3 separate regions of the Sus scrofa genome follow, and regions 1 and 3 are each linked to region 2. The links are chromatin contacts, called in public Hi-C and HiChIP or PLAC-seq maps. All regions are on one chromosome and are shown on one strand. The core of a region is the stretch at or near the end of the contact, and the rest is flanking DNA. Distances in the headings are between cores, read along the strand shown. Region 1 overlaps PIK3CG (phosphatidylinositol-4,5-bisphosphate 3-kinase catalytic subunit gamma). Region 2 overlaps PRKAR2B (cAMP-dependent protein kinase type II-beta regulatory subunit). Region 3 has its middle 70 kb from the start of PIK3CG.

The links. Hi-C and Micro-C count contacts between places; a contact is called where the count stands out from the background. HiChIP or PLAC-seq counts read pairs in DNA pulled down with a chosen protein or histone mark.
Region 1: an H3K27ac HiChIP or PLAC-seq map of alveolar macrophages shows a contact between it and region 2. The contact joins two enhancer-like sites. A contact is called at or near these places in 1 of 47 Hi-C or Micro-C datasets (embryonic fibroblasts) and 1 of 2 datasets of contacts at active chromatin or transcription factors (alveolar macrophages).
Region 3: a Hi-C map of alveolar macrophages shows a contact between it and region 2, with 3 times the contacts expected there. The contact joins two enhancer-like sites. A contact is called at or near these places in 1 of 5 promoter capture datasets (liver), 21 of 47 Hi-C or Micro-C datasets (alveolar macrophages, blood, brain and 12 more) and 2 of 2 datasets of contacts at active chromatin or transcription factors (alveolar macrophages and skeletal muscle).

What each region holds. Positions count from the first base shown.
Region 1 is chr9:106,743,071-106,747,891 of Sscrofa11.1, forward strand. PIK3CG (phosphatidylinositol-4,5-bisphosphate 3-kinase catalytic subunit gamma) reads left to right here. Exons shown (of 11, transcript NM_213939.1): 11 at 1,365-2,050. The coding sequence ends at 1,643. Among named protein-coding and RNA genes, the nearest start is that of PIK3CG, 40 kb to the left of the region's middle. Within about 2 kb of position 1,746, at least 2 of the 83 cell types and tissues checked have an H3K27ac peak or open chromatin away from gene starts, as enhancers often do. A contact at or near this core is called in alveolar macrophages, where this site is marked.
Region 2 is chr9:106,939,500-106,943,846 of Sscrofa11.1, forward strand. It overlaps PRKAR2B (cAMP-dependent protein kinase type II-beta regulatory subunit), which reads left to right. Exons shown (of 11, transcript XM_021102599.1): 6 at 2,626-2,779. Among named protein-coding and RNA genes, the nearest start is that of HBP1, 24 kb to the right of the region's middle. Within about 2 kb of position 1,397, at least 7 of the 83 cell types and tissues checked have an H3K27ac peak or open chromatin away from gene starts, as enhancers often do. A contact at or near this core is called in alveolar macrophages, where this site is marked.
Region 3 is chr9:106,773,097-106,777,474 of Sscrofa11.1, forward strand. No RefSeq gene overlaps it. Among named protein-coding and RNA genes, the nearest start is that of PIK3CG, 70 kb to the left of the region's middle. Within about 2 kb of position 1,890, at least 15 of the 83 cell types and tissues checked have an H3K27ac peak or open chromatin away from gene starts, as enhancers often do. A contact at or near this core is called in alveolar macrophages, where this site is marked.

The sequences.
Region 1 (4,821 bases), core at 496-2,995, 200 kb before region 2:
GATTTTACCCTCACTTTTCTGATTTTATACATTTCTTTTTCCAGGACTCATTATTCAGAATGATTTTGAGTGGTAACTCAGATAATTCTTCATATCATTACATTTTAGGTACATGTTAAGTTATATGTTACTTTCATAAAAATTAAAAGTAGATTTTAATCTAGTACCTTATGATGAACTACTCTTGCAATTTTGTGACTGCCTAGTTGGCTACAGTTTGTCATTCTCTTAACATTTTACTCAGTGTTTTATTTGAAATATTTAAACCTGTAATCATTCATTTCAGCTTTAACACAACATCTTCCCAAATTATGATATTAAGGTTGGGCTATTCTCATGTGGCAAAATTGAAACCCTTTCAGTTTTTTTCTTCACATTAGAACATTTTAATTGAAATGAGCAAGCCTGTTGCTTAAGAAGTGGACTCAACTCACATGTATCACTTACTCCAAGGCTTTTAGAAGAGGCATCAGACACTGCCTTGTTGAAAGCCCTCTCTCACTCAGTATTCAAATTTATATTGAATTTTCAAAGATCATTAACAATTTTGAGAGTCAGACAATGAAAAGCTAATTCATCTATTACCTTAGAGTAGGTCACATTGTAAAATAAATATGAAAACCAGCTAAATTTCAAACGCCCTGTTTCCAGCTCTTTTTTGGATTCCATTAGCTCTTGGCAAACATTATTTATGCTTACATAAGGTTTATTGATTCCAGTAGGAGGTGTTCAAAAACTGACTCCCAGCCTAAAGAAATGTCCACCCTCAATTCCCTAGGAAAGGAACCAAAGTAAAAAAAAAGGAGAGTAAAAAAGATGAAACGGTGTATCAGTTAGTTTTCCTTGAGCACACCCTGGAGGTGTACCACCACAGTGCAGTGCTTCAGAGATTATAACAGCAGTTTATGTTCCTAGTCAAGTGCTTCATTGGAGACAGGGGACCTTCCTGGCTTGTCATGATCTCCTCTCAGGGACAGGATAATGCCATGTAAATTCCAAAACAGCCCACTGGTCTTCAGGCTACTTTGTTGTTGGTGTTTTGTTTTGTTTTTTGTTTTTGTCTTTTTTTGCCATTTCTTGGGCTGTGCCCGTGGCATATGGAGGTTCCCATGCTAGGGGTCCAGTCAGAGCTGTAGCCGCCAGCCTGTGCCAGAACCACAGCAACTTGGGATCTGAGCCACATCTGCAACCTACACCACAGCTCACGGCAACGCCGGATCCTTAACCCACTGAGCAAGGCCAGGGATCGAACCCACAACCTCATGGTTCCTATTTGGATTCGTTAATCACGGCACCACGACGGGAACTCCCAGGCTACTTTGTTACAGTGACAACAGTTAACAGCGTTCCTTCCTTTTATCCAGGATGTCTGCGTCAAGGCTTACCTAGCCCTTCGTCATCACACAAACCTACTGATCATCCTCTTCTCCATGATGCTGATGACAGGAATGCCCCAGTTAACCAGCAAAGAAGACATTGAATACATTCGGGATGCCCTCACAGTGGGCAAAAGTGAGGAGGATGCTAAAAAGTATTTTCTGGATCAGATTGAAGTTTGCAGAGACAAAGGATGGACCGTGCAGTTTAACTGGTTCTTACATCTTGTTCTTGGCATCAAACAAGGGGAGAAGCATTCCGCGTAATACTTTGGGCTAGAGTTTAAAACAAGTTAGTGTTCTAATGCTTTACGTCAGCAGGACAGTCATCGAACTTGATGTCATGTAGTGGGACATTATGAAAGCTGGCACTTGAGAAATATAGCTCTTCCCCTAACTGAACTCTTCACTGGAGAAAAACCTTGGCATGTTTAAGTAATGTTCAGTGTTAGGCTTATTTGCATGTTTGTTTTTTCTCATGTGCCCCCTCAGTCATGTTGGAGACTGTTCTAAATTTAAGTGGCCTAATGACCTCTGAAGTTTCAACTTTCTTGGTACTGAGTGCTTCTGAAATTCTTTACAATAATTGGTAACATCTATTGTCAGCTGGGTATCCTCTCAATTTTGGTTATCCTTGGGTTTCTCAAACTCCTTACAGGAAAAAAAAAAAAAAACTGTGATCATTGTAACCATGCCTCATTCCTTAGAGAATGCTTCCCCAAAATCCCCTGCACATCTGCAGATGTGAGGGATGTGCCAGCAAAGCGAGCTTGTCTTTTCAGGGTCTTCTGCAGTTAGCTTCCGATACCACTGAGACTCACGAACACGAAATGGAAAATCTGAATCTTTGTGCCCTGGCCTTTCTCTGCTGGTCTGGTTCCAGGGAACATTTGTCTCAGCTCTGCCCACAGAGTGAAGAACCATCAAGTACAATTGGGCTAGACCTTCGCCAGCACAGAAACAGCAAGTAACGAAGGGACTCATGCAGGGCCTTTCTATTCCCCACCCCCCTTGTACCCTGCTTCCCTCTTTCCCAGTTGCCCACAACTCTTTACTCAGAATCGTGACATCTTCAGAAACACCTTTACCCCAGAATTCAAAAATTAGTTGAAAAGGAATTTCTCCTCTCGGGATACTAGAATTTTAGGTACTTATTTGTAAGGATGTTTTTTGTTGTGTGTTGTTTCTAAAGCTTGTTATTAAAGGAGACATCCTAGAAAATGTGGTTTAGCTTCCAGATGCCTTAATTTTAAATTTTGGCCTGAGCAGTTTTCACTTCCTTCTTTAATGGAAGAAGATATGTGATGTGTAAAAAGTACTCCAAGTTGGGAGGAACACTACTTGCCCTGCCCATCCTGCATTTTACAGGACTTTTACACTCCGGCGCAGTCTTCAGATTTCCTAAAAAAGTTGAAACGTCTGCTTTGAAAACTCCTTTCATCTCTTAAATGTTTCCCTATTTATTGGAAGTGTTTAACAGAGAAAGATCATTAAAGTATTTATAAAATATTTTTAATTACCTAGAGGTAATACTTTGCATAGAAATAAGTTAGTGATGTCTATGTTTAAGTAGAATTAGATATAAATATATATATTTAATCTTTAAATGTTCGAATTGAGATCTGTTTGATTCTGGTGTAGCCAAAACCTTTCTTTTCGAGTATGCAAAAGCCCAATGATTCTTCACCTTGCTGCACATCAGAATCACCAGGGATACTTTAAAAAAATACCCTGCCTGAGTGTCCACCTCGGGTTGTAATTAATTTGTTTGGGATGAGGCCCAGACATTAGTGTTTTTCTAATTACTCCAATTGATTCTAATCTGCAGCCAGGGTTTGAAAGTCCCACATGGCCTTTGAAGATGTAGGTAACACTGCCTCCTTGCCCACTGTGCCTTTCTCCACCTCCTAAGGTATCTAGAAAGAGCTCCTCTTCCTTGCTAACTCATCCTTTTAAATCACCGTATGTCCCCCTGTACAGAGAACCATGCCTATAATGAAATGTTTACACCACTGTTAATGGTAGACATGTTATAGCATTTTTCAACCAACTATTGCCCCTCATTCTTTTGAAGTACAGAAAGAATGGTGCTTTCCAATTCAGAAGAGGATTTTTCATTATTCTCATAAAGCATAGCCAAGCTCAGATCTTGCACAGATTCCACTTTTTATTTGAATTGCAGAAATAATCACCTTAATGATAAAAGAACTATAGAAGAATGTGTTTATAGCTTATTGAACATGTGTGTACAAATTAGCTCGTCCAATGAACACATTCTTTCAGTATGCTGATTTTACATATATATATATAAGCCCATATATACATATGATGGGCTTGATTCTTCCCTATTGCAATGAAGGTACGATTTTATAGACATGCAAAAAAAACCAAAAATGACCTTTGTGTGCTTCCTTCACTGTCCCCCACGTGGCCCTCAACTTTTACACCTTTGAAAATGTCCTGGAGCCTGGTGTATCTTGCCATTGGGAGATGTTGGGGAACTACCCATATTTTCGATGCCAAAGAAAACACAGATCACAAGTTAGATGATTCAGGTCCAAGCAGCTTGTATATACATCTAAGACTGGCTACATAATTTGTGGAGCCCAGCACAAAATGAAAATCCAGGGGTTGTTGCTCACAAACTCAAGACGGTAAGAGCAGGGCACTAAACTTTCAGAGTGTGGATCCCTGCTCGGGTTTCAAGCCCATGGAGCAGGCTTTGGTGCTCAAATTACATCCAGACCACATCTGCGTGAGTGCAGAAAATGTGCCAGATCAAAGTGTTTCTCTTGCTCACACTGAAATACCTCATCTCTATGGCTGTTACTTCCCAAAACACTGGCCTGTGGCTTTGGGACTGGAACTATGGTCACTAAAATAAAGCAAAGTCTAGACCTAGTCCCAAGTGACTACATTTGACTGGCTTTGGTGACACTTTGGTGAGAAGAGAGGGAAGTGGAGACACTGTAATAAAATATATCGATTCCTAGAACAAGCTCTTACATTAATTTTTTTAACAAAGTTTTTCTTTTTGGCTGCCCCACAGCATATGGACTTCCCGGGCCAGGGATCAGATCTGAGCTGTAGTCACAACCTATCAGCAACACTGAATCCTAAACCCACTGAGCAGGCCCAGGGATAGAACCTGCATCCTGGCACTGCAGAGATGCCACTGATCCCACTGTGCCACAGTGGAAACCTCTAGGGCAAACTCTTGATTTAAAAGAATTAACTTTATTAAATATATCTTTTACTAAAGATGAAATATTTTTTAAACAAGGTTAGATATAGATATTCTACAGCATAATTTGGGGTCTGTTAGCCATATATGCAAATTATTTTCTGAAGTGAGTTGGAAAAATAATTTCGAAAGCAAGTTTCTGGAGCAAATTCTGACCTTTATTTGGTAAGTGAGGCACTCTTCGCCCTATGAAATTTAATT
Region 2 (4,347 bases), core at 147-2,646:
CTCATCACCCCTTTGACAGATGAAAACTCCCAGGCACACAGAAGTGATGCGAGGTCACCCAGATGATGGGTTTGGCGCCAGTTCAGCGTGCAGGTCTCTTGACCACCGTGTGTCCCCTCTCCGTTGGCCCTGCACTGCCCAGGGCCTCACATTCTCGGATGAGAAATCTGAAAAAGCAGCACACAGTATTTCAGCAGTTTTAGACTGATGTGATTTTAACAGGACTGATCTGTGACTATCCTTCTCATCAGGATATTTGTTGTGTATTTTATCCTATTCAAAGCAGAAATGTGGAAAACCATTTTAGAGCAAAAGTATAAAGAGACGAACAAATCTGTACTCAACAATACTATGCATGAAACAAATTCTGGAAGCTATCTCTGAAACAACGCTTCTAGCCATGAATTATATTTAAAAAACCAGTTACTCTCCTTTTAAAATTCGAATTCTATCAATAGCTAAAGCATTTTTATTTTTTAATTATTTTTTTAAAAATAATTTTATTTTGGGAGTTCATGTTGTGTAGTGGAAACAAATCCGACTAGGAACCATGAGGTTGTAGGTTCGATCCCTGGTCTTGCTCAGTGAGTTAAAGATCCCATGTTGCTGTGGCTGTGGCGTAGGCCGGCAGCTGTAGCTCTGATTAGACCCCTAGCCTGGGAACTTCCATATGCCTCAGGTGCGGCCCTAAAAAGCAAAAAAAAAAAAAATTTATTTTATTTCTAAAAAGTTTTTTGACCATGGTGTGCAACAGCTTGATGTAGGCTCTCAGTTCCCAGGCCAGGGATTGAATCCAGGGCTGAGTGAAAGCACCAAGTCCTAACCACTAGACCACAAGGGAACTCCCCAAACCAATTATTCTTATTTTTGAATACCTTTTGTCTAATATCTTATGTTTTTGCTTTTGTTTTACCTCTACTGTTCGTAATCATTCCCTTAATCTTAAAAGCTCTCTATGTTTTGTCTTTGCTAGGGTTTAGCCACAGAATAAAGCCACAAAATTTTGCCTATCTGCCCTCACAGGTGTTTGAGCAAACCTTGAAACCTTCTCTGATAAAATACAGTACCTGGAAAGTGTTCTCCAGAGGAAGAATGAAGTTTATGGAAACATAGGATCTGGATGATATGCAGTACAGTGATCCAGAGTTTTATTTGCCTAGGAAAAGAAATGCAGTTAAAAGATAACCATGAAAATACCATAAAAAGACCAGGATTAGATATTTAGTGTGCATTTCTATCACTTTTTGCTTTAGTTTGAGGGTCAGTCTAACAAAGGGCCAGATGATCTAAAGAGCCAGGGAGTAAATTTTGTAGGGTCTGCAGGCCATGAGATCTATGTTGCAACTGCTCAACACTGCTGTCTAGCATGAGTCAGCTACTGATAATGCAGAAACAGCTGGTGTGCTTGTCATTCCCATAAAACTTGATTTAAGGAAGCAGGCAGCCTGCTTTGGGCTCCTGTGTTCCAGTCCCTTATTTAGAATGTAAAGGATCCTGTGAGTCCTATACAGTTGTGGCTGACCAGATTGCTAGAGCAGTATTATTTTTTTTTTTGGCTGCCCTGTGGCATACGGAGCGCCTTGGGCCAGGGATCAGATCTGAGCCACAGCTGCAACCTTTGCCACAGCTGCAGCAACACTGGATCCTTAACACACTGTTCTGGGCCGGGGACTGAACCTGCAGGATGCTGCCAATCCTGTTGTACCATAATGAGAACTCCTTCAAAACGTTTTTGCTTCATTTGCGGCATGTGGAAGTTCCTGGGCCAGAGATCGAACCCATGCCACAGCTGTAACCAGAGCCACAGCAATGACAACACCAGATCTTTCACCCACCGAGCCACCAGGGAACTCCAAGCTATTCTTCTGTTCTCACAAGTCATACATGTTTATTAGAGAAACAAAGGCTCTTTAAATGAATGCCCCTAGAATCTTCCGTGATTCTTAGGCTCAGAGGTCACTGCAGTCAGCAGTTTTGTACACGCATCCCTTCAGATGGCTATCTTTGCATTTTCTGTTTGGTTGCATTCCTCATTATATTTTGATCATGTATTATCTTAAATATGTGCAGTTTAGTCTCAGTGGCCCCAGCAGGCACAAATATAGGCCTCACCTTAGTCCCGTTGATGGTCTTATCTTTCTGCTTGTCTGGAACTGGGGTGGAGGAATCTGTGTCACACATTGATGCCCTTTTATTATGGTCAACAGAAGAGAAAGGACAATAAGAGCCCAGCAACAACTGTCACCCATGGATGACAATCTGGGGAGGGTTCCTATTACCCTGATGTGCCTGAGAGGGGCTCCCTGGGCATGCCCCCAGCTACTGCTGCTCCCCAGTGGGAAGACCTCTGCACGGATGTGGAAGATGCTGGGAGCAGCAGCATTTCTGGGAGGAAGTTGGATGGCTGGGCCAGGGCAGAAGGGAACCTCTTACTGTTTACCCTTCCAGACAGGCAAATGTGTCATGACGTCCAAGCAGCAAGACTAAGCGATAAGTGATGTTAAAAAAACAAAACAAAACAAAACAACCCAGAAAGATGGAGATTTTATTGCCCAGGGCTTGTGTATTTTGCAGTGAGATTTAGCTTGAATTACTTTTACATCTTTTCTTCCACCTGTCCAACAGAGGGACATTTGATATTTATGTGAAATGCGACGGTGTTGGGAGGTGTGTTGGGAACTACGACAATCGTGGGAGTTTCGGCGAGCTGGCCTTAATGTACAACACGCCCAGAGCAGCAACGATCACCGCTACCTCTCCTGGTGCTCTGTGGGGTTTGGTGAGTGGAGTCTTTCTTTGGACTGAACATCTTTTATAAAAGTTGTTATGACAGAAGTCAGGCAGCTGCCGCATTTCAGTTCTCATAGGTAGCTTCGTTTGGGGTTGATTAAGCAACTGCTGGATGCTGACCGTTTGGGCACTAAGACTGTGCCCTAAGACTGTGCCCTAAGACTGTGCACTAAGACTGTGCACTAAGACTGTTAGCCTTCTGTTTCCCAGTCAAGTCTGGAGTTGAACCTGCCAACCAGGCGAAAGACAGATCCAAAATGCTTCTCCCTCTCTTTTTTTTTTTTTTTAAACCCCTCTTAAAAACCAAAGCCTTCGGTGCTGTTTTTTTCAGATCGCTTTCTGTGGTATTATAATCTGTGGTTCTCAGAGCGTGTGGGTCCCCTGACCTGGGAACTTGCTAGAAATGCAGATTGAGGCCCCACTTACGGATTCAGGCCCGTTGACTCAGAAACTCAGGTGGGGCCGGCAGCCTGTACTTGAGCAAGCCTGTCCATGCTTGAGAAACCACTGTCATCTGAGCCACTCCTGTGGTGTAAATTGATTGTAACAACTCTGCATTGACAAGCAGCCCTGCAGAGAGAAAATAGTTGATTCCTGTGCTTCTCACTTACTACACATCAGAATTACTTGGGGATGTTTTAAAAAAGTCCTCTTAACTAGGCCCCACCACTGAGAAATGTAATCAGACTCTGAGGGTTGGGTCCTGGTGAAATAAATTTCTTTTTTTCCTTTTCTCTTTATAAGTGCTGTACCTGCGGTATATGGAGGTTCCCAGGCTAGCAGTCAAATCAGAGCTACAGCTGCCAGCCCATGCCACAGCCACGGCAACACTGGATGGAAGCCACATTTGCAACTACGCCACAGGTTGCAGCAATGCCAGATCCTTAACTCACTGAGTGAGGCCAGGGATCGAACCCACATCCTCCTGGTTACTAGTCAGGTTCTTAACCTGCTGAGCCACAATGGGAACTTCCCCAAATAAATTTCTTAAAGGTGGTCTGTCTACAAGACTTGAAAGTTGACTTAAAGACATTTGGGTGAGGGGAGGGAGGGAGATTCTTTTCATAGGTGATATTAGGATGCAGAGGAGCAGACCCCAGCAAAGCCGATTCTGAAAGACTGTTTAAGCTGATGCTTAGGGATCACCTGGGGATTTAGTTAAAAGGCAGATTCTGATTCATTGGGTCTGGGAGGAGGCGGAGCCTTAGAAGCCCCCTGGAGACAGCAGTGCTGCTGGTGCCCAGATTTAAACAGCCCTGATTAAGGGAAGGTTGACAATATTTGTATTCTCTTTTAACATTGTGAGAAACATCACACACTATATATGTACACTTTTGTCTTTTGCTTTTTAGGGTTGTACCTGTGGCCTGTGGAAGTTCCCAGGCCAATGGTCAAATCAGAGCTGCAGCCCCCAGTCTGCAACACAGCCACAGCCACAACAACGCGGGATCCGAGCTGCGTCTGAGACTTAGACCACCGATCACGCCAATGCCCGATCCACGGAGCGGGGGCAGGGTTCGAACCTGTATCCTCATGGACACTAGTTGGGTCTGGTAC
Region 3 (4,378 bases), core at 640-3,139, 170 kb before region 2:
ACTTGCTCTCAGGCGAACTTGAGCCGTGGCACAGCTGTGGTGACCGTGATGGCTTCGGGAATGCTGCCCAGGGCTCTCTTTTCTCTCCTCCTCTCTTTCCTCAGAGCCCTGCCCAGCAACAGCAAACTACAAGCCGTCCAGACTCCTGCATGCCCCACCACTTCCTCCTACTCAAATGCCTCCTCTCCCTGCTTCTTCCCCATAAAGGGAATTACTCAAGAAAAACAGACCTGCTGTAGGGGCCGCCACCCCCATCACCTGCCTCGACCTTTGACACAACAAAAACAAAATGATGCCCCTTTCTCCTGCCAGTGGCAGGGAGGGGAGAGGAGGTGGGAGCACGAAGGTGATGGGACATGTTGCCTGGGACAGGGAGAGCAGTGGGGATTTCCTGGGCTGGGCTAACACCCCCAGGACAGAGGAAACATTAGGGGCCCTCTGAGGAAGCTGGGGTGTTATATAGGGTCACAGAGGAAGCTACAGTCCAGGCTTCATTTCCTCTCCATGCGTCTCAGCTGCAGCCTTTGGCACCACATTGCCACCTGGGCCACCCTGAGAGGGCTCTCCCCAGCCCTTGGCTCCCTGGGCCCCAATGCACTGGCCCTACTCCCTTGCTGGCTTCACTTTTTCCTGGCCATCTGTTCTCCCATCGTTTGAACCCCCCAAAAGAACCAAGGACCCCAAGGAATCCAGTCACCACGGCTCACTGTGCTTTTTGTCCCTTTGTTAGGAAAACAAAAAACAAAAAACAAACCTCTGTCCCCCCATCCAGTTTGGCAGCCCCATGTTGACCAGGGTTTACTCACCGACAGGTTTGCTCCTGACTCCTTGGTGTCAGTCCCACAACTTCAGCAACAGAGATGAGTTCAGATCCCCTGGCGAGATGCTAAACGCTCCTGAGGAAAAGGGGGCTTGGAGGCTCCGCCACGATAAGCGGATGAACATTTTTATCGCACTTCGCAATTTACAGTGTCCTTCCGTGACTACATTATTTTATCGGAGCTTCACAACAGCCGCATAAGGGAGGTTGCTCGGATTTAAAATGTGGAGTTAAAAGGTCAAATAACTTGTCCATCAATCGAAACTGATGAGAGACGGTCCTGGCGCCTAAGCCCGCTTGTTGAGACTACTTCCCCTACCCAAATACTGGAACCCATGAGGATGGCTCTGGGCAGGCGAGACCCTCCTGCCCCGGGAAAAGCAGTCTGTAGCCTCGGAGCCAGGGGAGCAGGAACAGCGGCCATCAGAGCGAAAAAGAAGTCCTATGAACGCCTCCAAGGAAGGCCCGCTGGGTCCGAGAGCCCCCTGCTCCTGAAGCCCATGTCCCCTCCATGAACAGAAGACTGCATCTTGCTGCCTGTAAGCGGTTTCCTTCGAGGTGAGGGAGGAGCGACGCCAACTCCACGCCCCCAGCGTGAGGCACGCGAGAACCACCTGGAGACCTCATTAGGCATGCGCATTGCCTGCACCGCCTGGGATTTCCGCCTCCTCAGGTGATTCCGCTGCCTTGGGATGATGCAGACCTAGACTGGCGGCTCCAGGTGACCAGAATGAATGAGACAGACCTGGGTTGATAAGGAACATGGGTCACAAAAGAGGGGTATTCTGAAACTGAACAGGGGCGCTGTCACCTTTTCTCTTTTCTCCACTCTTTCCCCAAACCATTCCCTTTTAACTTGCATTTCTGAGTCCTTCAGTTATATATAGTTTGATCAAGGCTCTAACCGTTTGCCAAACGCCACTGCCCAGCCTGGAGTCTCAGTGCCCAAGAAGTGTCTCCCATCTATTCTGACAAAGGTCCTCCAGTTCCAAAGCATCACTCCCTGATGGAGAGACGTGGCAAGGGGAGGGGTGACTGGCCAGGCCAAGGACCCGCAGCATGAGATGAGGAAGTGTCTGCACCAGGATACCAGCTCAGCACTTCCGGCCGGAGACCGAGCAGCCTTCTAGAGTCACTTCCACTCACTCATTCATTAGCTTTCCTTTCAAGTGCTTATCTAATGAACTCTCTGAGCCAAGCATCTCCCAGACACCCACTGCTTCCTGCCTCCCTGGGATTAAGCCAGTAGCCCCTTAATCCAGCACCACAGTCAGAAGCACCCCAGAACCTAGGACACAGCTTAATCATAACTCCCACTCCCACTCCCCAGAGGCCCATGCCCAGACCTGGTCACAGGGGCAGGAAGACCAGATGGGGTCTTATTTAATGTGGGAACAGCGTTCTCTAGGCAGCATATGCAATACAGAGGGAGAGGGTAGACTTCCCCATAACCTGCTTCAATTATCCTCACAACAACCTGTGAGAAAATAACCATTATCTCTGTTTTCACATCTTGACAGAATCCCAAGGAAGACTCATACCCAGAACGTAGGAGGCAATAAAAGCAAAAGTATTTGTACACAAGCCTCAGGCTCAGGGGAAGAGAGAGGCTGACTGCTTGCCAGTGACAAATCTGGGCAGAGAAGTAGGCGCTACAGAAATCCCCCAACCCCTGATGCCAACTAAACCTGAGAGAGACTATTATTCAGCCATAAAAAGAATGAACTGCTGAGTCATAGTACAACATGGATGGCCCTTGTAAACTTTATGCTAGGAGAAAGCTGCCTGTCCACAACGGCCACGTATGCAGGATTCCATTTATATGAAGTGGCTGGAATAGGCAAGTCCATGGAGACAGGAGATTTCTGGTGGCTGGGGCCGAGATGGGAGGCAGGGGGGAGGGGGGATGCTGTGTGAATGCTAATAGATTGAGAAAAACGTTCTGGAATTAGATGGTAGTTGATGGTTGCACACTCTTGCGAAAACTTTAAAAACCACTTGCAGAGGAGTAAGTTAGGAGGGTGGAATTAACATACACACACTGCTATATACAAAATAGATAAACAGCAAGGACCTGCTGTATAGCCCAGGGAATTATATTCAATATCTTTTAATAAGCTTAATGGAAAAGAATCTGAAGGATAGTTGATGACAGATAATGTATAAGTGAATCATTTTGCAGTACACCTGAAACGAACACAACATTGTTTTAAAAAAAGGCTTTTAAAAACCCACTGAATTGTACACATTTTATGGTATGTGAATTACATCTCGAAAAATTAAAAAACAAACAAAAAAAAACCAAAGGCGAAGGGCTTCAAAATCTCAAAACCCGAAAGCTGCCCTGCATTCCCTGGGGCTCTTAGAGGAGCATAACTTGAGCATAACTCCTAAAAGGTCTCTCAACCAACAAGGCGCAGAGGCAAAGCATAAGCCAAAGTTCATCAGGCTCTACCTGCCTTTCTTCCACCCAATGTCAAGTTCAGTCAGTCCCCTAACTCATCAGCAATGCTTGTCAGCTCAGCCTGGGTGCTCCCCTCCTGACATCTCGAGCAGGCCTTTTGCCCTGAGGGGTCCGGGTGGGGGTCTGGACATGACAGGACTAGAAGAGGACAGGCACTGGGGGCCCAAGCAGCCCTTTGGGGGTGGGGGAGCCTGGGCGCTGCCACCATGGAGGGTGCAGGGGAACAAGATCTTTGCATGATCCCAGTACCTGGCCCAGGGCCCCACCCTCACCTTCTGCACCTCAGCCCAGAAATGCTGCGATATCAGTGGCAGCTGGCCCTCAGCACCAGCACAGTGTCTCAGGAGCCACAGCCCCACCCATATCTCAGACACCATCAGGCCTCACTTCTGGTTTAGCTCAGTTGCCAGAGGTGAAAATGCCCCCACCTCATCACTAACCAGAGCCTCAGGCTCCCACCTTCTGGCCTTGTGAGGGCTCTTCATTCAGCTTGAGCCACTCTGCTCTGGTCATCTGCACAGCTAAAACCCCACAGCCCTGAACCTTGCCTCTGAATGATGCCTATGCCAACTACTCTATTTTATTTATTTAAAAAGAAATTCATTAAGGTATAATTAATTTACAATGTTGTGCCGAGCACTTATTTATTTTATTTTATTTTATTTTTGTCTCTTTAGGGCTGCACCCTCAGCATATGGAAGTTCCCAGGCTAGGGGTCGATTGAATTGGAGCTGCAGCTGCCAGCCTACGCCACAGCCAGAGCAACACCGGATCCAAGCCACATCTTCGACCTACACCACAGCTCACGGCAATGATGAATCCTTGACCCACTGAGTGAGGCCAGGGATCGAAACCTCATCCTCATGGTTACTAGTCAGGTTCATTACTGCTGAGCCACAAGGGAACTCTGAGCACTCTTTTTTTTTGGTCTTTTTTTGTCTTTTCTAGGGCCACATCCACGGCATATGGAGGTTCCCAGGCTAGGGGTTGAATCAGAGCTGTAGCCACGGGCCTACGCCACAGCCAGAGCAACACTGGATACAAGCCGTGTCTGCGACCTACACCACAGCTCACGGCAATGCCGGATCCTTAAC